6 separate regions of the Mus musculus genome follow, and all the other regions are linked to region 1. The links are chromatin contacts, called in public Hi-C and promoter capture Hi-C maps. All regions are on one chromosome and are shown on one strand. Each heading gives the region's core, a stretch centred on a gene start, on an enhancer-like site or on the middle of the called end of the contact. The rest is flanking DNA. Distances are from core to core; before and after follow the strand shown.

Region 1 (3,933 bases), core at 408-2,907:
TTCACCTACTCTCTTTAGCCTCCTGGCCTCTTGGTCTAGCCCTCTTCTCTCCCCTCCTCCCTCTCCTCATATTGCTTAGGGTCATGTTCACTTTGGACTCTCTCAGACATCCGTGCCTCTGACTATGTGTCCCTTTATCTACAATAAACCTTCTCATCTACCATACCTAGGAACAGTCATGTTCTTCCCTTTTTATTTTATTTTAGTTTTCATTCACTGGGAAATGAATGCAACCTTTAGTCTCACCCTTTCTGGTCTCCAAGATAACGAATTCCCTGCCTCTTTTGGTAGTAACATCATAGTTTCTCCTGGATAGATGGAGGTTTTGAAAGACTTGTGAGAATCTGAGTCACACTTCTTCTTTGGAGCCTCCCACCCTGTACCCCCATTCTTGGACTGGGGCTCTCTCAGTCTCTTGGTTTCCCCTTTAGAGAAATGATGTGTAGAACTTAACCTCTGTGCTTCCCTCCTACTTCCTATTTCTGGGGCCTCAGGTAAGGTCCAATGTGCTTGGAACCTCAGTTTTCCCATCGGTGAAATGAAATGCTGTGTTTGCTCAGTAGTGCCGTTGTTTCCCACATGACCATTCAGATGTCACAGTTGACGCTCATCACTGTCTTGACTGAAGATCTAAATGAGTCACTTCCCTTTCTCTAGGCACTTATATTTATACGCAGGTTGGGTATACTGAATTGTGCAGCTGACAGCATTTCACTTGTGCACACACCAATGACTGTGTTCTTGCTAAGGGATGCCATAACAGGGTCTGGTGTCTAGTCTACCCTTATCCTGGTGATTGCTGTGCGACCCGAGAGTCATTCCTTGTCCTTCACTGAGCCTAGGGTTTCCTCAAGTATTACCCCTATTCTCTTTCTACTTGGTGAGATGTAAAGTGACTCCGGAAGTGGCTTGAATGGAGTTATAATTTGATAAGGTAGGACCAGAAATCATTAGGGTTGCTCAAGAGGTTTAGGGCAGGCCTTTCCCCTTTACGTGAGATTTATACTGAGTTCCTAGAAAATTTCAGGTTTATAGTTTGGGAGGGAGTACGGCCTTATAAGTGTTGAATTGTGCTGTGGAGAGTCTTCAATCAGACTCCAAGGTGGAACGCTCCTCTTCTCACGTGCCCATCGTTTCCCCCATGGCTTTCTAAACAGCCACAGAAGAAACTCTGTCCTCTCCTCTGAGGGTCACAAGGTCTCCAGACAGGCGACAACGAGGATGGAAACACCCTTTTGGGCGTGGATATCCTTAGTCTCTTGCCAAAGCCTGAGGTTGGCGGTACAAGCTCGCGGTTGCGCACGGCGTAAGGCGCGTGGAAGCCCAGTGAGTCCGAGGTGTGGAACGCTAGGAGAAGCATCCCGGAAAGGACGCATGCTGAATGGACTCTAACGGGAGCTTGGCCGAACCCCTTAGAAAAGCGCTTAGCGTAGGAGGGCGCACACGGGTCGGCAGAATAGCCAACCAAATTATTGAGGGCGTGGCCTCGCGCTGTCTCCGGGGTTCTGCGACTGCAGCGTCTAGTTGCGTGTCAGGGGGCGTGGCTCCGCGCTCCGGGGGAAGCCCTGGGGGCGGGGCCGCACTGGCCTGCGTCCTTCTGGAGGGGCGGGGGGACCGGGGAGAGGCCCTGAAGGGATCCCTGGGGGTCTGGGAGGCGAGTGCGCAGGCGCGGGAGCTCTGTTGCTAGCAGTTCTGTGGCAGCTGTGAGACGGAGGACGCAGCAGGGAGACAGGTGAGGGGGTCTGGTGACTGCGAGCCTTCCTTCAGTGGGAATGATTGATAGCGTGTGTGTGTGTGTGTGTGTGTGTGTGTGTGTGTGTGTGTGTGTGTGTGTGTGACAGAGAGACAGAGAGAGACAGAGACCTGTTTGCGTGGGTCGCTCTGGTGATCTGAGTTGATTCGGGTGCACGCCTGAAGCTTCGTGTATGCTTGGCGTATATTGTTTGTTGTGGGGTGAACACAGTATGAGAATCCTTCAGGAGACTCCACGTGTGTATATGTGTGTGCGCGAGAGAAGAGAAGTGGAAGGGGGGCGCGGGAGAAGGGAAGTGGGAGGGGGGAAGGGAGAGGGAGAGACCGACTAGGCCTGTGAGCCCCAAGAAACAGGTGCGAATACCACCAACTGCGTGATGTGACCAGTGTGCCCTGTGTAAAGGAAGACACTACAAGGGGCCGCTAGTGGATGTAGGAACAGAGTTCTGAGCATCTCGGTTGTACTTGTGTGTGAGTGTGATAGACTGATGGAGCTGTTTATCATAGTCTGAGGGCACTCGGCCTGTGGGGCCCAGGGACAGGTGACTGTACAGGTCCTAGTGGGAAAGGAGGCCACCGCAGGCTAGAGGGGCCCAAGGGTGTGGGCACACAGTTCTGAGTATCTCTATGTCACTAGCTGTGCTGGTGTGAGAGTGTTGGCGGGTGTGTTTGTGTGTGTGTGAGAGAGAGAGGCTGATGAAGTTATTTATCAAAGTCTAGAGATACAGTGAGCCATCAGATGACAATGGCTTTGTGAGTGTGTGCCAGTGTGTGATTGATCGTGCCTCATCTCATTTGTTACCGTGGCAACGGGCTCCTCTAGAGGAGGAGATGTGATGGCCTAGTCTGGGAAACTGAACCTGTTAAGGATGAGACTTTTCCTTCTGTACAAAGGGATAAATGGCGCTCATCAGAGTGTTGATGGAAAGGCTAAACGGACTGTGAAATAATACAGGTGAAATGCCTTGTACAATGCCTGGGACATACTGAGTGCGGTGTAGAGTCTGGCCTTTGTTGTAGTGCTGACGGTGGAGGTTTGCTGTTGTGTTGTTGGCCTGTGTACAGGTAGGGTTGTAGTGGTGAATTCCAAAGGAGTTTTAGTGTCTACATTTGGAATTTGGCCGTCTTTCACCTCTAGCAGAGGTTCTGGATTGAGCAGTGGTGCACACACCCTCCAGACTCCTTTTATCCCTAGGCAAGCAACCTGGCTTCTTGGTGTCTGCCCAAGAATGGTCCTGCGGGAAAGTTGCATCCTACCCTGACCTGTGGAACCTGTTGGGTGTCTTCCTTATCAAGGTAGCTTGAAGGCTTCAGTAGAGGAGTGGTGGGGAGTGGGAAGGGCCTCAGGCCAGACACCTTTAATGCTAGCACACAGTAGCCCATGGGAGACAGAGGAAGGTGAGTCTCTGTGAAGTCAAGTCTAGCCTGGTTTACAAATAGATTTCCACGACAGGGCTACACAGGCACTGCTCTTAAATTCAGAATGGAGACTCCTGTGGACACATGGGTAAAGAGGTTTCCTTAGTCCCTACTGGCTGCACTTTGTCCACATTTTTTTGGAGATAGCTGCCTAATGACTGACTCTAGTACACCATTTGCTTTCTCCACAGTCACCAAAGCCATTTTTATGCCGTGTAGCCACCTCCAAATTTTGTTAAGTAGAAAGTCTGATTAGTCTCTCTCCTGCTCAGTTCCTCTCACCTTTCCCCCAGTTATATCTTATCACAGAAACTGCTCACTGTCACCTTCCTGATCTGGTTCCACAAGCCTTCCTCACCTCACTCTGTCTTAGCACACAGCCATTTTTTTTCTTTTGCCAGAGGGTGGGGGTGGGAGGGGGAGATGGGGGGTAGTGGGGTAGGATGTCCAAGTGTGAGGGAGGTTTCTCTGTATAGTCCTAGCTGGGATTAAGGGCACGTTCCACCCCCATCCCAACCCCTCCCACTTCTGGCTACACACAGCCTTCTTATATCTCTCTACACATCAAGTCCGGGCTTCATTAGCACAGGGCCTTGGCTGTACCTGGAAAAGTGTCTTCCCTGTACCCTGTGGCTCACATTCAGATGTCAGCTTATGGCTACCTTCTTAGAGAGGTAACCGTAACTCCTGCACCCCTCTCTGGTCCGCTATACGGCCCTTGTTTTACCTCTTAGGGTATGCATGTGCCCCCCATGCCCAGTT
Region 2 (3,933 bases), core at 582-3,081, 7.0 Mb after region 1:
GTATCCTTCCTTGAATCTGTCCTGCCTGGCTTTTCTGTACTTGGCAGAATCAGTGGGCTTCTCTCCCTGGTATTAAACCTGTGGGTTGGAAGCTGTTTGGCTCACCCCTTGCTCCCCTCCCCCTGTAGGGTCACAGCTCAGGCTCACGCACCACGCTGTGGACTTGTTGGGCATGCGCACATCCTTGCACACCAGCAGCACGTAGCTGTACTTGAGCACGTGGATAAGCCTGTAGAGTGGGGGCGTGTTGGCCCAGGGGCTTCGTGCCACACGTGTGGAGCTCTTCACCGAGAAGACTACCAGTCGCTGCTGGCACCACTTGTCGAAGAAGCGGCTGAACTCAGCCCAAGAGAAGAAAGTTCGATCCAACAATTCCTGTTCCTCCTTCTGCACGGCTGCGCTCGGTAAGGGCTCTGTCAGCTCCATCCTGGGACCTTGAGTAGAAGTGGGGAGAAGAGCTGGACATCAGACCCATCTCCACCTGGGTTACCACAATTTCATCATCAGACTGTCTTATCAGCTACTGCTGCCTCAGGTACGTCTCAGACAAATCAAAGTGGTTTCATTGTTTGCTTTCCAGATAGGAATCTCCATCCCATTTTTGTGGTTCACCTGTTGCCTTCCCAGATTCAGTTGGCATTTAATCAATTTCAATCCTAGTTCCAGTTGCCTTAGATGTGACCTCTAGGTACAAATGGAATCAGTTCTACATATCTTGCCTTTAGCTCAGCTGTGAGCATCTTTGCAAATGTATTCCCAGCTTCTTGCTAAGATTTCTCCTTCTTCCAGATGTGAGTCCTATGCCTGGTGATAATATCTAGTAGTCCCATTCATCTGTAGCTCCCTTTCCCACAAGTCTACATTTGAGTGTAACTCATATCTACTCTCATAGCTAAGGCATGAATCTCTCATCCCAGTCATAATCCTCATACACCTTTCTTCTCCCTAGGTGTATCAAATGTGCAGCTGTTGCCCCTCAGATATGACTGCCTTGAACTGCTACTTTGATCTGTGTTTTTTGCTTCCCAGAGATGCTCTTATCTCCAGATGTGCTGCCCATGTCCAGTCAGGGATCATTCGCCTACAGGGGTGTGGCCCACTTGTGGCAAATTCAACTCAGAAGTGTCACCAATAGTCATCTTTGGTCCATACTCCTAAGACTTATTCTCCTCCTGGGCCAAGTTGCAGTCCCCTCTTCCCAGAAATTGCTACTATTCTCAATGTGTATCTTCGTTTTGGACACGGCGCCTTGTCCTCAGATGGGCTTCTTCACTACTAATGCTCCCCCGGGCCCCCACGTCCCGCTGAGCCTCTTGTCCCTTGCACAGCCCCTTTTATCCAGTTCCCACCTCTCGAGACTCTCTCAACCTGTCTCTCCGCTGCTCCTCCCGGCCTGACCATCCCACATAGCGGTGCTTCTCCACTCCTAAAGCTGTGCACCCTTCCGGCCCCCTCCCCCTCAACTCACCTACCCAACCCAAAGCGGCGTCCACCTCCCACAATGCCTCGCGCCCAAGCCCAGCCCGGCCCTTGCTCCCGGGATGCCCCGCGCGGTATCCCGCCTTTCTTCCCCTAGTGCCTGGCAAGGTGGCTTTCCACCAACCCTTCTCTTCTCCCCGACTGTCACCCTTACGACCTCGCAGGCTCACCGGCTCATCCACAGGGAGGACAGGCTTGGGGCCGCTTCCCAGCATGCTGTGCGGGACAGCGCCCCTCCCTCTCCCCACTCTGTCCCATTTCTAGGCTGCCTCACGCTCTAGAGACTACAACTCCCAGCAGCCTCCGGGCGATAGTTGCGGCACGCGCTACTCGCAGGCCCCCGCCCTTGCTCGTCTCCGCCCCCTCCCGCCAAAGTGCGCGCGAAATCTGTGTGGCGCGAATTTGGGGATTTCGGGTTTGCGTCTCTGAGCGAGCGAGCGAGCGAGTGAGCGAGTGTGGCGGCGTCCGGCAAAGTGATTTGGAGAGGCAAGTGGGGACGTGGGCACGGGCTTGGGGCTGGGGTCGGCGAGAGTGCCGAGCGCTTGTCGCCAGTGAGCTTTGCAGGTTCCGGGTGCGGCCAGCGGAACGGGAATGGGGACGTCGCGGCGACCGAGGGCGCAGGAGAGAGGGCAGCAAGGAGCCGTGTACAGGGAGAGCCACTGGCTGACTGGCTGACTGATTGACTGGTTGACCAAGGCCGCAGGAGTTTTGGTGTCTGCGGAGGACTGGTGGCGGCTTGGAAGGGCGTGACTAGGGAGAAAGCCTGGCGGTGGGCGTGGCCATCAGAATTAGTGGCGCCAAGAGAAGAGGGGCGGCCTGGGGCCGGAAAGGAAGGCTTGAGTGTGGTGTTTCACCCTGGACGCCTGCTATCAATCGGTGTGGGATGCTTGGTGTTATGGGACGCTTGTAATGAAAGCAAGGTGACGTCATTGGTCAGATAGTGGTCCGATTTGAAGACTAGAGAAGCTTGGCGCGATGAGTGTCAGGAGCCAGGGAAAAGGTGAGCTTGGCTGCCAGAAGGGGCACGGATGGGATAAGACTGGAGATCTGCAGACACTTAGGGGAGGGTCAGGTCTTGTTGCTTAGTGTATATGGAGTTGAAGAGGCAGAGAAACTTGAACAGGGAGGACAGAGGGAAGTTGTCAGGGTGAGGATGGACATTTGGAAAGGGAAGCTGGCCTTTGGCATTTGGCAGCCAAGGAAGGCTTCAGATATAGCTTAGTGGTACAGTGTTTTCCTAGCAGCAACAGACCCTGCCTGGGTTCTATCTTCAGTAATATAAAGGGGAAGGGGGCAGATAACGAAACTTAACTCTCAAAGAATAAAAATGTGAAAAAAAATAAATGTCAGTAAAATTTTCTCATTCTATGGAGAGCAGTCACCATTAAGATAGATCCACCTGTATCTATCCCATAATGCTGGGTTTACAGGCATGTACAACCATGCCTGCCTGACATTATTATTATTATTATTATTATAACATGGGTGCTGGAGATTCAAACTCATGTTCTCTCTCTCTTTTTAACAGCAGGCACTCTTACCCACTGAGCCGTCTCGGCAGTCCCTGAATACACTTGTTCTTTTATTTCCTTAAGAGTTGTGTTCCCCTTTCCCCCAAGTCTTAGTCTCTGGCACAGCCAATATCCTTAGCTGGTCTTTGGATTTCTTTTTCAGGTACAACTGATGAGAAAAAAAGAGCAAGAGAGGAAAGGAGAGACTTCTGCTGCCAACATGCAGAGAAGTATTATGTAAGGCCCCTGCCATGCTCAAGGCACTTTGTGTTGTGATGTTTCCTGGGAAAATGAGAGCTAACATTCACCCCAGATAAGGGCATTGATGACAAGCCAAAGAAATGATTCCACCAAAATTTAGCTTAGTAAAACAATTGAGTTATATGGTGTTACCTATAGGAAAGCTGATGCATCAGAGGCAACTACATCACTCCTAAGCTCACTTCAGCATGGGTGATGACTTCTGAAAGTTGCATCCCTGGAGCTATCTGCTCAACCTGCAGGCAATTCCACTGAAGAGACCCCTCACCCTCAGCAATTGCTGAACTACTTATGTAAACCTTGGGGAGGGGCTAGTGAGTCTTACAACTTTCTGAGCCTCTTCAGTGTTTTGAGCTTCCTGATTCTTGCCATCCCTCTTCCTTGCAAGAGGGAGTGTCCACATAATTCATTCTCTAAAACCCTGGGTTTTCTGCTTCATAGCTGCCTTTTCTGAGAAGACCTTGAGGGAGACCTGAAGTTGAAATTTCCTAGTGTTGAGTAGTCTAGAAAATGGGAAAAATTAATTAATTAGTTAATTAATTGCAGGCTGTGGATCCCTAATGTAGTAGTTTTCAGTCATCAGTTTTGCCCCCTGGAAACGTGGCAATGATTGGAGACATTTTTGGTTCTGACAGTTTAGGGGTTCTGTAATCTGCTTTTGATATCTAGCGGACAGAAGTTA
Region 3 (3,933 bases), core at 393-2,892, 6.8 Mb after region 1:
CCCAGCACAGTGGGTCTCATCAGGAGTACCAGATCCGGTCTTTGAGGCCAGTGTCTGTCCCTAGGGAAGGAATAGTACAAGGCATGTGTAATAAGGACAGCCAGGGGCAGCGAATGCTGACTGAGTGCCATGCTGTGTCCTTTCATCCGAGACCTTCGCCATGAAGAGGACACCCGAGGGAACAGGCACTGACAGGCCAGCCACACCCCAGAGATCCGTGGGAACTCTATATGAGCCATGTGCTTTGTAGACCTCATTTCCGCCGGGCCTATATAGTGTCTGGTAGCTTACTCTGTTCTAAATACAGGCTGTTGCTTAAGCTTAGAAACATTTCTCTTCCCTACATCCTATTCTTTTCTATAGCTGCATCTCTACTTGCACCCAGACATCAGTACCACTGCTGCCTCCTCCTGGACTCCCAATAAGAGTCCCTGTGGACAGCCTTTTGCGGTGGAACAAACAAGTCCCTTAATGTTTTCTACCCAGTCTTGGACTTGGCCTCTCTCTCAGGCCCCAACATTCCTTTCCCAATGTGGTATCAAGGGGACAGCCCTACTCCACCCAATCCCCCATCTCAGCTTCTCTCAGGCCAACAGGTTTCCATATATCTCCAATACCAGAAGCCAACTCATCACATCCAACAGCGATACAAGTCTTCAGCTCTCTAGTTTAGTTGGTTGGGAGGTGACTGGGACTTCTGGGTACCCTTAAAGGCTCTCAACTCATTAGACCAACAGTCTGCAAGGGTACTACTTTTGCTGTGCCTATGTCAGCTATAGTTTCCTCACTTGTAAAAAGGACTGACTTCTCCCATGATACTTTCTGCAACTGGGACTTTGTGAAAATCTAAATTTACTATTGCAGTGGCATCAGCTTAGAGGCAGCTTGATTTCTGTGGGTTACACCTCTGCTCTTTAGGGTGCTAAGTCAACTCGAAACCCTGAGAGAAACTTGGAACAGCCATAAAGCAAGAAGAGGTTCCGGAAATACATTTCCCAGAAGTCTAAGTGAGCATCCTCGCTTTAGGGTGCCAATGTGTCCGGTCGCCGTGGCACCTGTGGCGATCAGCGCGGTAGCGCGTCAGCACAGGGCCGGTTTGCTGGGAGTTCCTGGACCCCCTACCGGCGCTCCGGGTCTAGCTAGACAGCTGGAATCCCAGAGTCCACTCTACCCAGACTCCTCCCTAGGCCTTGAGGTGAAGGGACTCCCAGCCTTCCTTCAATGCTCCGAGGGAGGCTGTGCCCTCGTGAACATGCGCACTCTCGTTCGCTTGCTCCATATCAAACTACATATCCCAGACTGCTTTGCGCGCAGCTCCAAGCCCTTCTGCCCTTCCCCCACCCCAGCCTCCGTTTCTACCCTTCTTCCCGTCCCTAGGGGATTGCGCTGGTTGCAATAATCAGCTCGCACTCCTGGACGTCTCTTCCCACACTCCCGGCCACGAATTCAGGCGTCAGGGCCCCGACGACGTGCACAATCCTCTCGGGGGGCAACGGATTCAAGCACCACCTTCCAGACTGCGCATGCCCCCACCACTTTTTTTTTTTTTTTTTTTTTTTAAATGTCAGTTCTCTACCGGCCTTCCAGGGATTTGCAGGGTTCTGCACCAATCACCGCTCTCACTAGGACGCCGTCTCCCCGTCTCCATGGCAACGACGGGTTCGAAAAAGAGCGTCCGCTGGGCTACCTGCGGAACCACTGAAAGAAAGGCTTAGCAAAATGCTTTCTGGGAGTCGTAGTTTGGAGGGTGCTGTGTGGGTGCGCAAACGCAGCACCACCGGATCTCTTTTGTATTTCTGCGCGGTGGGTAGGAGTGAGCGGGACTCCATGGTAACTAAGGGACCAAACCTGGTGGTATCCTAGGTAACGACCGCACTACTTGGTTTAAGAAAGGTCAGGATCTGTGGCGAAGCCAAGGGGAAGGGACAGGGACACAAATACCCAACGAGATGTCTATACAGGAAGGCAGAGATAGCCCCATACAGAGTCGGGGGAGAGGATGAGAGGGGTGGGAAAATTGTGAGGGGGAGACTGGATGCTAGGAGAGACTGAATATAAGTGAACACACATAGGTATGAATGAAAAGGGGGGAGGGTTAGTCATTAGAATCAGAGTTAGAACCTGAGTCATGTCAGAAAATTTAGGAAGAAGAGAGAAGCAGAAAGGGATTGGGATTAGGAAAGTGAGACATCGAAACTCTAGGGGCCAACCCAGAGTACAAAGGTAAGTGGGGAGAAATTAGAGATATAGTAAAGATGTTAATAGAGATACGGTAAAACGGACTGATAGGTTTCAAAGACTGAGGGATGGCAACAAAAAATTAGATGTGCGTGTGGGGGAAACATTTTCAGAGAAAACTCACACAAAAAATGACAACACACCAGAAAGAGGACGGGGACCAGTCCTCTAGTTTCCTAGCATCATTTACCAAACAATATTGCGACACCTGACTACTTAAACATTACCTCTCCTCCCCCATTTTTTAAATCTGTGATTGAAGTCGTAACACTATTCTGGTAGAAATTGACTTACAAGAAGCTGACAGGTAGCCGGGCGTGGTGGCGCACACCTTTAATCCCAGCACTTGAGAGGCAGAGGAAGGCGGATTTCTGAGTTCGAGGCCAGCCTGGTCTACAGAGTGAGTTCCAGGACAGCCAGGGCTATACAGAGAAATCCTGTCTTGGAAAACAAAACAAAACAAAACAAACAAACAAACAAAAAAAGAAGCTGACAGGTTGCAAATGAGTTCTGCCCAGCCATCACCTGGAAGGTAGCTAAATATCTCTTTATCCCTACACCTAACCTTTTGTTTTATTTCAGATTCATTTAGATTCATTTGTTGCATCTTCCTGAAACTACCTTTTGCTACCTTTCTGTTTTCCTTGAGGTAGTGGAAGCCAGATGCTGGGGTGAAAACCTAGCTCAGAGAGGTAGAAAAAGCACCCAGGTGACCTTCTTTCTCAGCTGAAGTTCCACCGCAAATCTCTCTCTCTGTCCCAAGAAACCTTCACATTGAATGTCCTCCCCCACTTCTACTTTCTGAATGTCTATCTGTCCTCTGGGTTCCCTTTCTCTCTCTCTCTCTCTCTCTCTCTCTCTCTCTCTCTCTCTCTCTCTCGCACGTGCGTGTGCATGTGCGTGTGCATGTGCGTGTGTATGTGTGTGTTTCTTAATATGTCTATGTTCAGTCTCTGTCAACTGGCTTCTTGTTCTGCTTCTTGACCTATGGTTGACTTTATTTAATCCTGTTTACAATACTCAAGCAGAAAGCTCTTGGATTAAAGGTGTGTGCTATGGCGGAACCACACCACAACTAAAAACAGTTTTTTTTTTAACCCCAATAAATAACACAACCTTGGGGTTTACAGTGTGATATCCTGCAACACATAAGTTTTTGACACATCCTTGAGAGTTGTGGTTCTAATCTAAAAATAATTTATTTTAGACAAGATTTCACTATGATATCCTGGAACTCTATGTAAACAGAGTACCCTCATACTTAAAGATCACCCTGCTCTTCCTTCCAAGGACCTGTGCTATGGCCACTGTGCCCAGTCTTTTGTTTTTGGTAATGTCTGGAGTAGCCTAGGTAGGCCTCTAGCTCACTGTATAGCTATTGAGCTTGAACACCAGACCCTTTTGCCTTTACCTCCCAGTTGTTGGGTGGTGACTGTTAACACCGGAAAAGGGAGAAATAAGAGAAAGCACTGAGCAGTGAACCAGCCTGAAGCTGGAGCCCCATTATAAAAACAATAAATCTTGTAGCATCAGGTCCAGCAAGCTGCAGTGGTTTGATTGCGCTTCAGTGGCTCCTGGGCAGCCCCGAGGGCCTGCTGTTTGTAGCTCAGGTGGTCTCTTTCTCGTGCTGGCTCCACTTATTATCTGTGTCTTTTCTCAGCAGCCACACCATGTGCTGCATTCCCACCATCTCCA
Region 4 (3,933 bases), core at 746-3,245, 6.7 Mb after region 1:
TGTCAGATCTCCTGGAACTATGGAGTTATGGTTGTTTGCTTGCTACCATGTAAAAATGCTGGGACAAAACAGTGCTCTCTGCAAGAGCAGCAAGTGCTCCTAGACTCTAAGCCATCTCTCCAACCCTTTTCTGATAGTATATTACTATTATTATTATTTTACTATATTGGTTGATGTGGTGGAGTATGTATCCAGTTTGACTTCACTATGTAGCACAGGCTATACTTGGACTCATACTCTTCTACAAGCACCTGCATTATACCGCATCTGTCTGTCCTACCTCAGAGTCTTAGCTCGCTTCTGTCTAAATTTTCTTTCCTGTTTGGGGACAGTGTCTGGATAGTTACTTCTACCAATACCTATAATTATTATTTTATTTTTAAAAAATTCACCAGGCATGGTGGTGTGAGCATTTAATCCAGCCCTCAGGAGGCAGAGGCAGGTGAATCTCTGTGAGTTGGCTAGCTGAGTCTACAGAACGCTACAGAACGAATTCCCGGACAGCCACGGATGTTACACAAAGAAACTGCCTTGAAAACAAAACAAAAACAACAAAAAATTAAATCGCATGTGTAGTGAATGCGCACACGTGCCTCAGACTGAGCATGAAGTCAGGACAATCTGAGGGAGTTGGTTCTTTCCTTGTACTTTGGGGTCTTGGTGATTAAACTCATGTGGTCAGGCTTGGTGGCAAGTGTTCCTGAGCCGTCTCACAGGCCTCCATCACCGCTCTTTCCCACCCCTTGCCGTGGTTCTGGTGTGGTGGGGATACAGCTTCGTACAGCCTAGGCAAGCAAGCGGTCTGCCACCCATTCAAATTCCCAGGCCCCATCACTTATTTACTTTGCCCTTGTGTCTCTGGTACCCTAAAGTCTGCTCCCGGGGTTGAGGTAGGCGTGGTTCACAGGCACCCTATCCTGGTGAGTCCAGTCCCAGCAGTCCGTGAAAATACTCCGCAAATATTTCTACGGGGAGCCCGCACTCCCCCCGCCCCCCAACCCCGTGCTTGCTTTGCCAGCTTCCAGATCATACCCTCCTTTCTTGAGGTAGGAAGTGAGAGTCCAGAGGCTGGGTCTGGTGGGGGCGTGGCCCGCCGAAGGGTGAGCGCTGAACTGCCGAGGAAGGAACAAAGGCTGGGGCGGGGCAAAGCCTTGGGCCCCCAGCCTGATTGGGAACAAAGGCCACACCCGGGACAGTGGCGGGATACTCCTCGTCTCTCCGCTGCCACGTGGGTGAACACCTGGTTCCGCGCGGAAGGGGTAGCCTCTTGCCGTTGAGAGCCTTGGAACTGCTTGCGGGCAACAACTCACTGTAGCCCAGATCCAGACTGGCGAACGGATTGCCAGTGCACTGCAAGGCTGCAGAGGCATCCACTCTCAGCACGGCAGTGTTTGGGAAGGGGGACAGGTTGCCTTTTCACATTGATCCTGCTTCTGAGATGAAACGCTTAGCCGCACTTGATCCTGCTATCCTCTACCTTAGATCAGATTCTTCAACCTAGGTCCAGCTCCTCAGTCAAGATTCCTCCCCAGGTCTTATTTCTCCCTCAGATAAGATTTATCAATCAGATCCAACTTTAATTCCTTAGCGTTAAATGTTCAGTTCTCCTAACACACACACAAAAAAAAAGAAAAAAGAAATCACACTAAAATCAGTATAGCAGAGGACTAACACAGAAGGGGCTTTCGAAGGACTGGGCAGAGTTTTACAGAATGGCTTCGCAGTATCTCTCTGTGATCTGCGGTTTGACTTGGACAACTTTCTGCTTCCCGAGTTTAACAATAAGAAAGTTTGGGTTAAGACCGCCTCCACGTTCGGCGGGAACTTCCTGGCAAAGACCCCCTCACCCCCTCCACCTGGGCTCCGGCGCTTTGCTCTGCCGTGGCCCCGCCCACCCTGTATTGTCCCGCCCCTCTTCCCCGACTATAGGCCAGGCTGCCGCTGCAGACGTCGCCACGCCTGCTGAGGAGGCGGGGCCTAAGGTTCGGCTCTGCAGGACCTGCGCGCTCAAGCACGCGGGTTGCCAGCCTGGGTGCACCGTGCGGTGGGCATGGGAGACGTCAAGCACGCACTCTGCGGGTGAATTCCTCACCAGCAGCATTGCTACTCTGGATCTAGAGGGGCGGCAGCGAGTGGAAGGGAGGGCCCTGGCGCGTGCGTAATCTGCGCCCCGCCCCCAGGCTGCGGTGCCCAACGCGCGTGCGCGGCGTCGTCGGCGCCAGATATTTCTGTCCCGCCTCCAGGCCGCGGCTCTTTCTGCGAGCGGCGCGCGGTCAGGCGGTTGTTCGCAAGTCTTGCGGCGCGAGTGTCTCAGAAGCGAGGGAGGAGGCGGCGCTGGTGGCGGCGCCGTCGTCTGTACAGAGGCCCGCAGCCAGCGGCTTGGCCGCATCTCGACAGCGCCTGGGGCGCGGCGGGCGTCGGCCCAGGAGACGCGTGGCGGCGCTCGGCCTCGCGGCATCGGCGGCTGCCTGGCCGTTGGCGGCGAGCGCACTTGCGCCTGCGCAGCGGGCTCCGTGCCCCTCCTCCCCTGGGCGGCCCCCCCACCCCCCCGGCGGCGTGTGAATGGCGGCCTCGGCGGCAGCGACTGCAGCGGCCTCGGCCGCGACGGCCGCCTCGGCGGCCTCTGGTAGCCCAGGGTCGGGCGAGGGCTCGGCGGGCGGTGAGAAGCGTCCGGCTGCTTCCTCAGCCGCGGCGGCCTCTGCAGCCGCGTCGTCCCCTGCGGGGGGCGGTGGCGAGGCGCAGGAGCTTCTGGAGCACTGCGGCGTGTGTCGCGAGCGCCTGCGGCCCGAGCGGGATCCTCGGCTGCTGCCCTGTCTACATTCGGCCTGCAGTGCCTGCCTGGGCCCCGCTACACCCGCCGCAGCGAATAATTCGGGGGATGGCGGCTCGGCGGGCGACGGCGCTAGTGAGTACTGGGTGGCCAGGTGCCCCTCCCCCTCCTCGCAGCCCGTGCTCGGGACTGCGCCTGTGCGAGAGTATGGGGGCCCGGGTAGGGTTAAGTAGGCCTGCTGGTTTAAGAGGGGGCGGGGAACGGGTCCTGGCCTCTGCCAATGCCCGTTACCAGGTCTGGACACCGAGGTGCAGAATGTGATGGGAGATGTCAAGAAATCAGAGGGTGTGCATGCATTCCCATTTTTATCTTGGCAGTGGTGGATTGTCCAGTGTGCAAACAGCAGTGCTACTCCAAAGACATCGTGGAGAATTATTTTATGCGTGATAGTGGCAGTAAGGCCTCTTCTGATTCCCAGGATGCTAACCAGGTATGTCCTGTGGGAAATCTTGGGGAAGAGGGAAGCGTGACCTTTTCCAGAGCCTCTCACCATCTTCACTAGTTTGGATTGTATCCTTATGCGGTCTCAGTGTCTGGGAGGGCGGCACAGATTTGAGTGCATTGTATGAATTTTAGCTTGTGTTTACTGGCAAGTAAATACAGGTCTGCTGGGTTAGGTCTGCCTGTTCTAACCCCCCACCTTTCTATCACTCACAGTGCTGCACTAGCTGTGAAGATAATGCCCCAGCCACTAGCTATTGTGTGGAGTGCTCTGAACCACTTTGTGAGACCTGTGTGGAGGCTCACCAGCGGGTGAAATACACCAAGGACCACACTGTGCGCTCCACAGGTATGTTGGATTTGTAGGCTGTTGGAACTGCCTCTGTCTTGGTTGACTAAAATGCATACTTGATGGATAGAACAAAGAGGATTTTCAGGAACCTGACACAGAACTCAGAAATGCTTGGGTTTCAGGAGCAGACTTTGGAGGTTTAGGTGGAAAGGGAAAGGCCTCAGGCAGAGGGTGTGTAGGGCATCTGCTACCATTGGTACTAGGAAGTCTCATGGAGGGGTGTAGGTCCTGGTAGTGGGTCACTTAGCATAAGCAGCTAGTAAAGGCTAGAACGAAGTGACTTCCATCTTTGCAGTTGGTGGTTCTCTGG
Region 5 (3,933 bases), core at 930-3,429, 6.7 Mb after region 1:
GGTGTGGCTGAAGACAGCTACAGTGAACACATATACATAAAATAAATGAGAAATATATATATATATATATATATATATATATATATATATATTCTGTTTTCTGCTCAGTTCTCTGCTGCTTCTCACCTGAAATACAACCACCTTCTGAGTTTTTCCCTCCCAATAAATCTCTTGTCTGAGGTTTGTTGTATATTGTGACTTTGTGGTATTTCCTGGCTCCCAACTTCCAGGATACCTTTCCTTTCAGAGCTGTAACACTGCCACTGGGGAAGGCTTCTCCCCTTCCTCCCCAGAGCTGGAACATTTACAAGAAGATGGGTGACTGAAGAATCTCAAACCTAATTAACTTTTTTTTGTTTGTTTTGTTTTGTTTTTCGAGACAGGGTTTCTCTGTGTAGCCCTGGCTGTCCTGGAACTCACTCTGTAGACCAGGCTAGCCTCAAACTCAGAAATCTGCCTGCCTCTGCCTCCTGAGTGCCCTAATCAACTTTTTACCTTAAAATTTATCATTTCTAAGATCACACATGGGCTGGAGAGATGGCTCAGTGGTTAAGAACACTGACTGCTCTTCCAAAGGTCCTGAGTTCAAATCCCAGCAACCACATGGTGGCTAACAACCATCTGAAATGAAATCTGATGCCCTCTTCTGGAGTGTCTGAAGACAGTAACAGTATAGTTACATATAATAAATAAATATTTAAAAAAAAAAAAAAGATCACACACAGTTAGGCAAGAACGACTGGTGACCAAAATGTCTCCCCAATCCAAGAGGAAACTTGAACACCCCAGTACCATAGACCTAGCTATCTGTTATAAATTTTATTTTGTTACCCTAAGAGCTAGGTCAGTAGGTCACCACAGGCCCTCTACTTTAAGACAGCTGAGAGGCTAACCTGGGGGAACTTAGATCCTGCCTCAAAAGATAAAATGTTTCATGGTTACATTGGCCAACCTAATATAACCATTATAATTAAGGACTGAGTTGGGGCTAGCTCAATGATAGTTTACCTATTAAATATGTGGTCTTAGATTTAATGGCCTGAACAAGGGAGAAATAAAGATGGTAATGGTCATGTCAAGCCCAGGGGTAAGATGTATACCATCACAAGACTCAACCAGGTCTATCCTGTGGCACATAGAAGGCTTAGAAACCAGCCTAGCAGGGAGGTGAGCACTAGAACAAAGGTGTTTCCAAGAGAGCTTTCTGGGAACCCCCTTAGGCCCCCTTAGCGCTTCTCCTCAATAGGTAGGTGGTGAGAGTTGTGTCCAGAGAATCTGTAAAAGACAAATTCTACCGACAGAACTGCTCAGGAGTTTTGGATGTAGAGAACCGCTGCTCTCTACAGTAGCTGCCAAGGAGAAGGTTCCTGGGTAGCAGAAGAAACCCAAGTAGGCAGATCGAGTTCAGGATTGAATGGTTTATATCACAGTCCAGCCACTTGATATGTGGAAATAAAACTAAGCCCATCTGCAATTAAGCTAAAAAGCCTCTAACTGTCGGATATGGGGGCCCATGCCTTTAATCTCAGCGAATGGGAGAAAGACTGGCAGAACTATTGAGTGAGCTCCAGGCTAGCTAGTAGGGTCTACAGAGTGAGTTCCAGGACAGCCAAGGACTTTTATTCTTTAAAGGCCCCATTCCCCCACAAACAAACAAAATGCCATCAACTGCCCATTGGGAGAAAAAAAATAAATATAAGTCATCTTGTCTAACTACATCCTCCTAAGTAAGGGTTGAGTATACCTCGTAATTTTAATCAGAAACCTCCGTCCTTATTTTCAGTAATGTTATCTGAAGACTATTAGTGAGGGTTGGTAATTACATGGTTACCTCCTCTGAGCACTTGTTCACCTGTAGGCCTACTGTCTCCACAATATCCAGGGAGCTTAACGGAGATCCGATGGAGGCCATACTGAGTTTTTCTCGCCCACCACCGCCTTTCACCTGGATTCCCAACGGGATTGTCTAGAACAGTCTGGACTCAAGAGGCCAAGGAGCCTCCACCTAGGCCTTCTCCGAGGCAGGGGGACCCTTACAGCTTAACTCAGAGAACAGCAAGAGGCCCTAAGTTGTGCGCTAGCTGTTACCTAGGAGACACAAGGAGCGAGAGTCCTTCCGGGAGCGCTAGCTCTGATTGGTCAGGATGCCTCTCTGGCCAATAGAAACCAGGTCCGTTGCGCACATGCGTAAGGAGGCTAACCCACAGTCGGCTCCGTCCTACGTGAGTCCTACGGCTGCGGTTGCAAGAGAAGAACGGCTGCCAAGTCAGGAGTGGGAACCCCCCCCGGAACTCTGCAGCAACGCGACCCCAAGGAGAGGAGCGAAGAGTCTCGCGCGTGAGAGGCCTTGGAAGCGTGCTGTCGTTCTTGCTGAGGCTCACGGGAGACGTAGTCCGAGCGAAGGGGGCCGATCCGGCGGAGCAGATGCAGGATTGGCCGGGCTGGTAGGGCAACGCGCGAGGCGGGGCGTTCTCTGAGTGGCAGTGGGACGTGCTCGGTGTCACTTCCTGGAAGTGCCCCAACCTCCTGGGGCTCTCCCACGCGTCAGAGGTGAGCTCACTCCTAGCTGGGCGGGCGCAGCTTCATAATCCGGCTCCTCGGATCACCGAGAGCACCTCCCAGCCGTCGGACCCACCCCTTTCCTGTGTCAGAGCCTGACACCCCAACTCTTGAGTTTCTCCAGAGCAGGACGGATGTCCCAAGAGAGCCGATTTAAAACCAGAATCTTAAGAGCTGGGACACAGGTTCCAGTTTACAACTCCACACAAAACGGGGCTGTTTGATTTTGGCTTTTGTTTCAGGGTTTCACATGCGTAGTAAGCTGAGGCAGTATGAGGCATCCACAATTCAGCTGCGATCAGCGAGCTGTGCCTCCCAACCCATAATAAGCTCCTGAGAATGCACCCAGGCTTTCAGCTCTGCCCCAGGTCTTGTACCTGTGTCTCAGAGCCAACTCTTCAGCTAGCACAGTGGTCTGCCTCCTGTCTGAAGCCTCAGGGCTCCAGGTCACCCAGGATGATGGTCCCACCCCCCTTCCCTCCGTGTCCTGCTTGACCCTTTGTCTACTGGATGAGCCACTTTCATCTCCCAGGAGCCCTGTGTTGTACCCAAATGTTTGAGCCCGTCATTTGCAGTTTTCTAGAAGGTCCCTGGACATTCCACCCAGTCATTTATCTTCAAAACAAAATACAGCTGCTCAACTGCTGTGGGGCTGCACCTCCCATGACCTTCTTTGAAGTTCTCCTGGCCTCAGGGTTCTCTTTTCCGGCTTCTAGGAGGGGTCTGGTGTGTGTCTTCTGACCTTAGATGACATTCTTCCTTTTCTGTAGGTCCCTCTGTCACCTCCAAAAAGACCCTTCAAAACAAGAATGCCATCTCCTCGGGGTACCCCACACCTATCCCTCAGAGACTCCAGGACCACCCTTGAGGAGCCTGAGGCTGCACGACTCCGTTTCCGGGGTTTCTGCTATGAGGAGGTTGAGGGACCCCGAGAGGCACTGGCCCAGCTTCGAGAGTTGTGTCACCAGTGGCTACAGCCTGAGTCATCCTCCAAAGAACACATAATAGAGTTGCTGATTTTGGAACAGTTCCTGGGTGTGTTGCCCCCTGAGATCCAGGCCTGGGTTCGAGGGCAGCGACCAGGAAGCCCCGAGGAGGCCGCAGTTCTTGTTGAGGGGCTGCAGCATGATCCTGGGCAGCTGCTGGGCTGGGTGAGTGAAATGACATTAGCTTCTTAGAAGGACAGATCGAAGGGAGAGCCCCTGTGACATGATTCTCTTCAGATCACAGCCCACATCCTGAAGCCAAAGATGCTTCCTCTAGTCCAGAAGGAGTCCTCAGGGAGTCACCACATCTCAGCAGCAACGGAGTCCTCCAAGGCAGGCCTTGCGGAGGCACCGCTGAAGGCCGGGATAGATCGATCTACCCAGATCA
Region 6 (3,933 bases), core at 634-3,133, 6.5 Mb after region 1:
AGCGGGTAAGAGCACTGACTGCTCTTCCAAAGGTCCTGAGTTCAAATCCCAGCAATCACATGGTGGCTCACAACCACCCGTAATGAGATCTGACGCCCTCTTCTGCTGTGTCTGAAGCCAGCTACAGTGTACTTACATATAATAATAAATAAATCTTTGGGCCGGAGCGAGCAGAGTTGACCAGAGTGAGCAGGACAAAGGTCTTAAAAATTCAATTCCCAACAACCACATGAAGGCTCACAACCATCTGTACAGCTACAGTGTACTCACATACATAAAATAAATAAATCTTTTTTTAAAATTACAAAATTATCAAAGAGAAATAGCATTAATAGTTGAAGGTGATTGAAAAGACAAACTTAATGCCACACATGATCCTGGAATGAACCTTGGCACAATGCAGTTTTAAAAAAAATTTTTAAACTTATATATATATAAGTTATACAATGATTGGTCCCAATAACATTCTATCATAGATCAGGGTGGGGGCATGGAATTCCATGTCCTCTTGAGGATTAAACAGGCAGTTAAGGTTGTTGGCAGAGACTTTTGTTCTGAAACATTTCTTTTTACATATTGGTATATGTGTGTCCATATGAGTGAATGTCACCTATGTGTTGACACTCTCTAAAGCCAGAACAGTGCGTTGGATACCTGGGTAAATCCTTTGGAGCTGGACCTACAGGTGCTATAAGTCCCAAAGCTTGGGTGCTGGAAACCAAACTCAAGTCCTCTGAAGAGCAGCAAGTGCTCTTAACCACCGAGTCTCTCCAACCTCACAAGATTAACATTAATTTCATTCATGTGGCCACTGGGAGGATGGTAGGATACCCATTCTCCTTTGCTCATGGAAAAGGAAAAAAAAAAAAAGCAAGGTTCACATTTTAAAGAGAATCATCACTAAAGAATTTCAATGTGTAGTGTCAGAATATTCAAAGTATTACTTCTAGTAACCCAGCCCACACACACACTATCATGCCTGCCTGTGCTACATTCATTATGTGTGTAAACTATAGTGGGCATGTGTTTAAAAGAAAGGAAAAGCCAATGTAGCAAAATGTTAATACGTGATAACCCGGATGGTTTCGTCATTATCTATTAAATTATGCCTGCAATTTAGCTGTGGGTGTGAAATCTTTCAAATTAGAAGACTAGGAGAAGGCAGGGGGAGAATGGAGGAAAAGTTGTTGGAGGAGGATGAACAAAAGTGTGTTTTTCCAGGGAAATAAAACCATTGAAAACCAAGGAAGAAACAGCAAACTAGAGAAGGAACAAAGCAAAGGAGGGATGATACATGAACCTCCCTGGGGAGGGGAGGAGGGATAGTTAAATAGATGATGGATGGACGGATAGGCTGATTGATTGATTGATTGATTGACTGATTTTGCAAGTATCAACAGAGTTAAGGGAAAGCCACCTAGAAGATTCCATGGAAAACAGCCCCGTCGCTCATTGGAGTCTGGCAGCCAACTCAGCCTGAAACCGGCAAATAAGAAGGGCCGGGTGCCCAAAGGATCTCGGCAAAACCTCCGAGAACAGCGGGGCTCGAGACAAGGACGCCCTAAGTAACGAGCAGGAAAGAGGGACAGCCTCACCCGACAGCAGCGCGGAGAGCATCTACACCAGCCAGTCAGGGACCCCTCCGACCCGGGGGTGTACACACCCGCGGGGACAGCGATGTCCCCGCTCACACCCTCCGGGTGAGCCCGAAACTCCCACGGCCCGCGTGAAACCCAAACGCTCTGCACGCCACCCCTCCAGCACCCCTCGACTCCCTCCCGCAAGACACTCAGAGGGGAAGCTAAGGAACAGAAAGGCACCGAGGCGCGGAAGGACTCACTACAGGATGCCGGCGGCGGCCATGGTCGCAACAACTGCGCATGCGCAGATCCTGGTCCTGCGACGCGCACGCGTCCTAGAGGTTCAGTTGCTTCTGACTGCTGTGCACTCTGATCTGAGAGTCTTGCACCAGTACCTGCAGCTGCGGAGAGGCAGGAGCAAGGCATTGCGATCAGGAAGAAACGTCTCCTCACCTTTATTTATAGAATTATAACTAAGTTACTGATGACTCATGGATATTCATTTTCTACCACGATTCTGTCTTTTGAGAGGGTTGGCTCAGAGTATGAGAGTCCCCTACCTCAGCATCTCCAGGACTCTCCTGATGTTATAATTTTGTTCTAGAGCCTTATTTTTTATTTACTGCATAATTTAACAAAAACACGATTATAGGTGAAAAATACTAAAATTCAGCCAAATACACCTCTTTTCTTGACAATCATTAGTGGAAGTAAGCTATGTTTTTTTTTTTTTCCCCTTATGAGTGTTTTGCCTGCATGTATGTCTGCATCACATGCTGCAGTGCCCTCAAGACCAGAAAAAGGTGTCAGATTCTCGAGGGCTGGAATAACAGACAGTTGTAAGCTGTCTCTTAGTTGCTGTGAATTAATCTCCAATCTTCTGGAAGAACAATAAGTGCTCCAAGCCCGTGTCAAAGGTGTATTTCACCAATATCCTAGATGTTTCTGAACCCAGACAATTTGACAATGAAGATTAACCAACAAAAAAGTTACAACTAAATTTCTCCATTTTGAACACAAAAAAATAAAATGTTTTGTGTTTTGTTTTGTTGTTTTGTTTTGTTTTGTGTTTTGTGTTTTGTTGGTTTTTTGAGACAGGGTTTCTCTATGTAACCCTGGCTGTCCTGGAACTCACTCTGTAGACCAAGCTGGCCTCGAACTTTTGTTTTTAAGAAAACAGTACTGAAGAGATGGCTCAGCAGTTAAGAGCACTGGCTGCACTTCCAGAGGAGCAAGGTTTGATTACTAGCATCCACATGACAGCTCACAAAAGTCTGTAACTCCAGTTCCAGGGGATCTGTTGTCCTCTTCTTAAGTCTGCAGACACTGCCCATAAGTGGGTTACAGACAAACATACAGGAAAAAAAGCATCCATACACATAAAATAGAAATAAATAAGTCTCTTTAAAAAACAATAATACCAACAAAAGCAGATTAGAGTTGTAAATGGGAAAACAGAATCTGCTAAAAGGGACTGTTTAGGGTGATAAAAGATTTCTTCATTGGTTGTGCTGGTGGTTATAAAGCTGTGTTTGAAACACAGTGAACTGTTGGGCATGGTGGCACATCCCTTTAATCCCAACACTTAGGAGGCAGAGGCAGGTGGACCTCTGAGTTGGAGGCCAGTCTGGTCAACATAGTGAGGTTCAGATGAGCCAAAGCTCCAAAGTGAAACAGTGTTCAAAAACAAAACTTGATCGGGACACATGATGGTTCCTCGGGTAAAAGTGCTTTATGCAAACCTGACAAGGAGTTCCATTCCCAGAACCATATTTTAAAAAGGGGGTGGGGAGCCCAGGACAGTGTCACACATCTTTGTATGACTTCAGTACACCCACAGTTAGATGGGAAAGAGGACAGAAGCACCAGAAGTTCACAGGTCAGATAGCCTGCGTTTTCTGAGAAGACAGCTTCTTAAATGAGAAAGATGCAACAGCCCATGACTCGGTCTTCTATCCATATACAGATGAGGCATATACCTCTCTCTAAAATTGTACTGACTTCCCTATACAAGAAGGAAGGCACAAGTGAGGGTGCTTGAATCTCACTTAGAAGGGGGGATAAAATAGTCATAAGAAGCAGATGTAGGGAGGGAGGGGGAGGGAGAAGAGAAGGGGAAGGGAGGGGAAGGGGGTTCAGAATCAGGTGTAGGGAGGAACAGGTGCAATGAACATCTGTCTATGAGAATGAATGGAAATCTGCAACTGACAGTGGTGGGGAGGTAGGAAGCATCTCCAAGAAGAGATAAGGAAGGTACCCGAAAATCAATGAGGGTGACCTTAGCTATGACTCACAATGTGAAGGATATGGAACCAGAAGAGGCCACCTCCTATAGCCAAGCAGTAACCCCAAT

What was found. Promoter capture Hi-C pulls out the DNA fragments that hold promoters and counts their contacts. Hi-C and Micro-C count contacts between places; a contact is called where the count stands out from the background.
Region 2: a Hi-C map of rod photoreceptor shows a contact between it and region 1, with 3 times the contacts expected there. The contact joins the promoter of Lig1 here to the promoter of Zfp667 in region 1. A contact is called at or near these places in 3 of 39 promoter capture datasets (cranial neural crest, pre-B cells and second pharyngeal arch cranial neural crest) and 2 of 484 Hi-C or Micro-C datasets (CD4 T cells and rod photoreceptor).
Region 3: a contact with region 1 is called in a promoter capture Hi-C map of pre-B cells. The contact joins the promoter of Mzf1 here to the promoter of Zfp667 in region 1. A contact is called at or near these places in 4 of 39 promoter capture datasets (cranial neural crest, frontonasal cranial neural crest, pre-B cells and 1 more) and 2 of 484 Hi-C or Micro-C datasets (CD4 T cells and Th1 cells).
Region 4: a contact with region 1 is called in a promoter capture Hi-C map of second pharyngeal arch cranial neural crest. The contact joins the promoter of Trim28 here to the promoter of Zfp667 in region 1. A contact is called at or near these places in 3 of 39 promoter capture datasets (cranial neural crest, pre-B cells and second pharyngeal arch cranial neural crest) and 5 of 484 Hi-C or Micro-C datasets (B cells, CD4 T cells, CD8 T cells and 2 more).
Region 5: a contact with region 1 is called in a promoter capture Hi-C map of pre-B cells. The contact joins the promoter of Zfp446 here to the promoter of Zfp667 in region 1. A contact is called at or near these places in 4 of 39 promoter capture datasets (cranial neural crest, frontonasal cranial neural crest, pre-B cells and 1 more) and 1 of 9 other capture datasets (pancreatic islet).
Region 6: a Hi-C map of B cells shows a contact between it and region 1, with 6 read pairs. The contact joins the promoter of Zfp329 here to the promoter of Zfp667 in region 1. A contact is called at or near these places in 3 of 39 promoter capture datasets (cranial neural crest, pre-B cells and second pharyngeal arch cranial neural crest) and 1 of 484 Hi-C or Micro-C datasets (B cells).

What each region holds. Positions count from the first base shown.
Region 1 is chr7:6,284,923-6,288,855 of GRCm38.p6, forward strand. It overlaps Zfp667 (zinc finger protein 667), which reads left to right and starts at 1,658. Exons shown (of 5, transcript NM_001024928.2): 1 at 1,658-1,732.
Region 2 is chr7:13,276,995-13,280,927 of GRCm38.p6, forward strand. It overlaps Lig1 (ligase I, DNA, ATP-dependent), which reads left to right and starts at 1,832. Exons shown (of 29, transcript NM_010715.3): 1 at 1,832-1,965; 2 at 3,154-3,227. The coding sequence starts at 3,211. It overlaps Zswim9 (zinc finger SWIM-type containing 9), which reads right to left and starts at 1,727. Exons shown (of 5, transcript NM_177312.4): 1 at 1,650-1,727; 2 at 152-434. The coding sequence starts at 426.
Region 3 is chr7:13,053,122-13,057,054 of GRCm38.p6, forward strand. Mzf1 (myeloid zinc finger 1) reads right to left here and starts at 1,643. Exons shown (of 6, transcript NM_145819.2): 1 at 1,360-1,643; 2 at 1-60. The coding sequence starts at 20.
Region 4 is chr7:13,022,157-13,026,089 of GRCm38.p6, forward strand. Trim28 (tripartite motif-containing 28) reads left to right here and starts at 1,996. Exons shown (of 17, transcript NM_011588.3): 1 at 1,996-2,905; 2 at 3,148-3,260; 3 at 3,488-3,620. The coding sequence starts at 2,563. Gm31649 reads right to left here and starts at 2,433. Exons shown (of 1, transcript XM_006540453.4): 1 at 1,552-2,433. The coding sequence starts at 2,389. The coding sequence ends at 1,844.
Region 5 is chr7:12,975,669-12,979,601 of GRCm38.p6, forward strand. Zfp446 (zinc finger protein 446) reads left to right here and starts at 2,180. Exons shown (of 6, transcript NM_175558.4): 1 at 2,180-2,444; 2 at 3,330-3,710; 3 at 3,783-3,933. The coding sequence starts at 2,184.
Region 6 is chr7:12,816,977-12,820,909 of GRCm38.p6, forward strand. It overlaps Zfp329 (zinc finger protein 329), which reads right to left and starts at 1,884. Exons shown (of 2, transcript NM_026046.3): 1 at 1,841-1,884.